Linked DNA regions of Ovis aries: region 2 is linked to region 1. The links are chromatin contacts, called in public Hi-C maps. All regions are on one chromosome and are shown on one strand. The core of a region is the stretch at or near the end of the contact, and the rest is flanking DNA. Distances in the headings are between cores, read along the strand shown.

Region 1 (2,724 bases), core at 111-2,610:
TGAGGGCCACAGGTGCATAGGCAGCCTCCTCTCCGGGTCATCGGGAGAACCGAGGAAAAGCAGAGTAAATCACTCTCAGGTAGGATCCAAAGTCTGCCAGAAACACAACAGCCGTCCTCATGCCCCATCTGAACTCAGAAGACACACAACTTTGCAGAGTAAGGACTGACTCTCCCACCACAGTGAAGCCAGAATGGACTGCTAGGTCAGGGTGACAAGTGGTTTAGGAACCGAGGCCAGTGGCTTAATGTTTATTTCATACAGGGTTCCACTAACCTTGGACGAATTCCACAAAGCAGGTTACTTTTGGTTTTGTGATCTCTATATTAGAAAAATCAAGAAAGGCCTTTCTCAAGAAATAGCTTCTAAAGTCTTTGTTTAGACGTTCAGTCCTGTCTGACTCTTTGCGACCCCATGGACTGCAGCCCACCAAGCTCCTCTGTCCTTGGGATTCCCCAGGCAAGAATACTGGAGTGGGTTGCCATCTTCTCCCCCAGGGGATCTTCCCGACCCAGGGGTTGAACCCAGGGCTCCCCTACTGTAGGTGGATTCTTTACTGTCTGAGCCACCAGTCGACTGCTGTCTGTGCTGCCCCCTTTCTCGGGTTGAATTCCAGCAGTTTTCTGTAAACTGCAGCTCTAAGGATTAGTCTCTTTTTGTAACACTCAGAAAATGATTAACCAGTCGGTTCTTTCTCAAAGACACCAGTTCAGTGCAAAAGGGAAAGAAAAAAAAGTCAACAAAACGCTGCTTAAGATAGCAGAACTTGTTTCAAAGAGAGTTCATTCATTTTCTGGGTGGAGTACTTCACGGCAGGAAAAAAACCGCACACACCCGCCCCCGCCCCCGCCCCCGCTCAGCCAGCAGGGAAGGGGGCGGGGCGGCGGGGCGCCTTGACGGGTCCAGCCGCCCCTAGTCCTGGAAAGGACCCGCCCCAAACCCACTCCGGAGAGGGCCGGCCCAGACCGAGCTCTCCGAGCCCCAGCTAGCCGATCGACCCGGCTGCGGGCACAGACGCAAGACGGCGGGGCGCGCGCCCTACGGGGACCCCCGCGGCCCGGGCCGCAGCCTACCTCCCCGGCGATCTGCGGGGACCTGGGGCGCAGGGAGGGGCTGGGAAAGAGGGGGCAGCTGTTTGTAAACACGCCGGCCCCGCCCTGCTCCTGCGCCGGGGCGGGAGCAGGGAGATCCGGGCAGCAAAACCTCAAGGGCCCCTGAGGTTTCCAGCGTGCAGTCGACTCCGCGGCGCGGAGACAAGCGGATGTCAACAGAAACCCCTCCCTGTGACACTTAGATGCCAAGAGGGCGGGAGCCCGTCTCAAAGCTACCGCCTTCCCGCAACGATGCTCCACCCCGTGCGCTCACCGGAGACCCCGTGCGGCCTGCCCCAGCCCCTCTCCAAGCCCCGCCCCCACCCCGGGCCAGGCCCCGTTCCGCTCCGGGAACCCCTTCTACCCTAACCCTGGCCCCGATCCAGAGCCGCCGCCTCCCCCAGGCACACAGGCCTCCACACTCGCGAGATCGCTACTCCAGCTCGACCTGCTGACCGTTGCTTTTATTCAAAATGTTACTGGGAATTATATTTATTCTATGAAGCTCTCCGGGCACAGACCAAAACACTTTCTGCTCATAAAAGCCATCGGTGTGGCTGGAATCTCAGCTGATTCACAGTCCCGTGCCAGTCTGAGCTGGTTTCGGCGGACGTGCAAGGGCCTTGGAGGGCCGACGCGCTCTGCCTGGCACAGGCCAGTGGGCTCCCGGCGGCGGCGCGGGGCACGTGCCTGGCCGGCATCCCCGCCCCTGCCCGGAGGTGCTGCGGGGTGAAGGTGTCAGGGCAGGGCTTCCTTACCAGCTCACCGCGCTACGCAGGCCGCACGCCGCACAGTGCGCCTGTTTCCAGCGTACAACTCGGGGGCTTTTAGTGTCCGGAGTGGTGTGACCACCATCTCACTCCACAACATGGTCATCACCCCAGAAAGAAGAAACCAGGACACGGAGCCGTCACTCCCTTAAACCTCTCGAGTCCCTGACAACTGCTCTCTACTGTCTTCCTCTAAGGCTGTGCCTACTCTGGACATTGCCTGTCAATGGAACCACCCAGCGCGTGCTCTCCTGCAGGCCGGTCCCCTTCCTCTGCATCAGGGTTCAGGGGTCACCAGGTGCCAGCACTTTGCTCCTTTTCATCCTCCACGCTGTGGCTGCAACACAATCTCCCTCCACTCAGGGGCTGAGTTGTCTCCATTTTGGAGGTGGCTATGAATATCGCTGCCCTGAACCCCGCCAGAGGAGTTTTCACGGAGACCTCAGGACCCAGTGCGTTGCTGGGCAGTTGAGGTAAACCTTTAACGTTTTGGAGAACTGCCAGACTGTTTCCCAAAGTGGCTGCCTCGTTCTACGACACATAATTGTTTTTATCGATGTATGAGTGCAAGAGCATTTTCACAGCGTAGCTTCCTCGTGAACTCAAGCGGAGCCCTCATGCTTCAGGCTGTTCTCAGGGTCGATGTCAGAAAGGGCAGGGAGGTGATGTACATTTCGGGTTTCGGAACAGAGCTATTGCTGGAAACCTGAAAAGAGCTTAGGACAGAATCTTGCTTGTAAATCCCTAAGGACTAAATAAAACAGCGCAGGTGCAGCTGCTGAGCGGCAGGCCTGGCCACTCACCCACTGCTCCTCCTGTCCTCCCGGGCCACTGCGGTGTTAGAGGGTACACTTCATCGCCAG
Region 2 (2,724 bases), core at 97-2,596, 35 kb after region 1:
AGAAAGTGCCCCACGCGGCATGGCTACCTACACGGGGTTTCTCCTGACCCGCAGATGGGAGAAACCAAGCACCTCCCGGGTAGGGCGGCCAGGCAGGCTGGGAACCGGAAGGGCCAGGGAACACGAGGGTGTTGCTGAAGTCCCACGGGGCATTGGCCGCCTGTCCCCCAAGCGTGGCGGGTCCCCTTCTCCTTGCCCTGCCTCCTCGCTGGGATGTACCCTCCTGCCCAGGAACCCCAACTGTGCCCTGGATGCCTCGAGTCATGGGGACCCCTGACCTGCATCCTCAGATACACCAAGGAGAGAATACTTCCGGTCCCCACCCTAGCCCAATCTCCTGTTGTCCCCTCCGGGCCCAAGTTCAGACCCGGCCCCTACTGAAGGGGCCTGACCTTCCGGGGTTCCCCCCCCTACCCCGGGGACCCCGCAGACCGCCTGGCGCAACCCTTCCAGCCAGTCCGTTTGAGGGCAACCGCGGTCCAGACAAGGGGCGGGGATAGTGGGTCCCTGGTGTCCAGGTCGTGGGGGAGGGCAAGGGCGACCCTCAACGCCCTGGGCGCCGGCAGGGCAGGGATCAAGAGTGACCCCGTGTCCAGATCGGGAGGAGACGGGGCAACACCACGCTCTGCTGGGAGGAAGGGCAAGGGCGACCCTGAAGCCCGGCCCGGGATGGAGGGTGGGGGCCGCCCCCGGCCCAAGGCAGGCAGGGGTCAGAAGGTGACTCCTGTCCAACGCCGGGCGGGGATGGGGCGCGGGAGGCGGGGACCCCAAGCCCAGGGGCAAGGGCGACCGTCAGGGGTCGGAGGGCCGTCCCCAGGGTGGGGGCCGCGGCACTCACTGCTTGGGCAGCTGCAGGGCTGGCGCGCCGCGCCGCTGAAAGGCCCCGTCCACGAAGACGCCGTTCTTGCCGAGGCAGCGCAGGTAGAAGTGCGGCTCCTGGAAGCTGAGCTGCAGGTGGCGCCGCGAGATGAAGCTGGACAGGCCCATGCTCAGGTCCACCGAGCCCTGCGACGAGTTGCGGCCGATGGTGACGCTGGGCTGCCGCATGAGGAACTCGAACTCGCGGCCCTCCAGGCGCGCCAGCGCGGGCCCGGGGCTCCGGCGCACCGAGGCGGCGGCCGCGGCCACCAGGGCCTCGCCCGCCGCGCCCGCCGCGCCCCCCGCGATCGCGCCCGGCGGCGGCGGCGGGGGCGGCGGGGGCTGGGCGGGCGGCGCCGGCGGCGACGGGGCGGCGGCGGGCGCGGCGGGCGGGAAGGCGGCGGCGCACAGCACCGGGCTGCAGGGCGCCGAGCGCAGCGCCAGCAGGGCGCGGGCCCCGCCGTCCTCGCCGACCTCGGCCATGTTCGCGCAGCTCCGGGCGGCCTCCGGCGGCGGCGCGGCGCGCGGGGCGGGGCTCCGGGCGCGGCGGCCGCGGGATCCCGGCCCGGAGCGCTCGGAGCGGAGCCGGCGGGCGCGGCGCGCGCGGGGCCGCCAGGGGGACGTGTCTGCGCGCAGCGCCCAGCCCGCCGCGCCCGCCCCGGGGTGGCGCCCTGGCCGCCGCCGCCGCCGCCGCGCCCGGCCGTGGGGAGCCGCCTCCTCCCGCCCCGGGACGCGGGAGGGGAACCCCCCCCCCCAACCACACACACCCCGAAGAAGCCGCACTGGAAAGTTTCGATCCTGGGTCACTCGCTGCAGAAAGGGACCACTGACGTCAGCGGCCTCCTGGGCTCTAGAGGCTCCAACTGACACCCCAAAGTGCGATCCTACTTAAGCACCAAGAGTGAGGGGTCTCGCGCTGAAACTGGAGTTTGCTTCAAGGTGCTGGCGACCCCTGATGCTCTGTGTTCCAATTTGGAGTCATCCGTTCACTCAACAAGTAGCTACAGGAGTGACCGAGGACGCAGGCCAGGCGTCTAGGTCCTTACATCCGTTACAGTCTAATGGGGAGCCGGTGGGGTGGGGCAGGGAGACAGATGCCTGCAGCGGGGTCTTCTGTGAAAAGGCAGGTCTGGCTGCTTCAGGCATCCTTCAGAAGTCCTTCATGCCCTTTCCTGAATCAGCCAGGGCCCTCTAAAAAAGGGCGGCAGTGTTTGCGCACTGTCATCATTTAATAATTACTGAGGCGGGGGAGAAAACAGACCCTTCCTGGTAGAGCTTACACTGTAGTGGCAGATGCAGACAGAAGTCAAGTAACATTCTAGCAAATACAAAATTACAGCTGTCAGGCCTTGTTGCAAGGTGACATGTGTAGGAAGATCGGGCCAGCCCCCTCCCCTCCCTCCTCCCCAGGATGGGATGCCTGTCCGCTTACCCACTGTCCAGTCTGGGGCTGCAGGAGGTTTTAACCCAACTGTCATGTGATTGAAAACACAGGAACAAATAGAATTAGTGCTTGCGGTTAGGGGCAAGAAAGACGTTTTTACAAGAAGCTGCAACAAGAGATGGTACTTGTCCGTGGAATCAGGACCAAGGTCCTGGGATCCGGGACCCTTCCCTGAGCCATGATATGCTGAAATCCAAGGCTGCTGGGGGGTGGGGTGAGAGCTGGGGACGGCATTCCACCCAAGGAACAGCGTGATCTAAGCAAAGGGGTGCTTTCTAGGGACTGACAGGTAGCTGGGAAAGGGAAGAGCCCAGATCAGCTGAACCTGACCAGTCAGGTAACTTGGGTCTGATCCCAGAGCAGTGGGAACCCCTGAGAGGGGTGAGCAGAAGGGCAACGCGAGGACCACAAATTCGAAATAG

What was found. Hi-C and Micro-C count contacts between places; a contact is called where the count stands out from the background.
Region 2: a contact with region 1 is called in a Hi-C map of muscle, with 1.6 times the contacts expected there. The contact joins the promoter of FOXK1 here to the enhancer-like site in region 1. A contact is called at or near these places in 5 of 16 Hi-C or Micro-C datasets (hypothalamus, muscle, omental adipose tissue and 2 more).

What each region holds. Positions count from the first base shown.
Region 1 is chr24:39,642,306-39,645,029 of ARS-UI_Ramb_v3.0, forward strand. The region is part of intron 2 of FOXK1 (forkhead box K1); the gene reads right to left. Among named protein-coding and RNA genes, the nearest start is that of AP5Z1, 21 kb to the left of the region's middle. Within about 2 kb of position 1,361, at least 30 of the 54 cell types and tissues checked have an H3K27ac peak or open chromatin away from gene starts, as enhancers often do. A contact at or near this core is called in hypothalamus and tail adipose tissue, where this site is marked.
Region 2 is chr24:39,677,412-39,680,135 of ARS-UI_Ramb_v3.0, forward strand. It overlaps FOXK1 (forkhead box K1), which reads right to left and starts at 1,347. Exons shown (of 9, transcript XM_060405741.1): 1 at 839-1,347. The coding sequence starts at 1,341.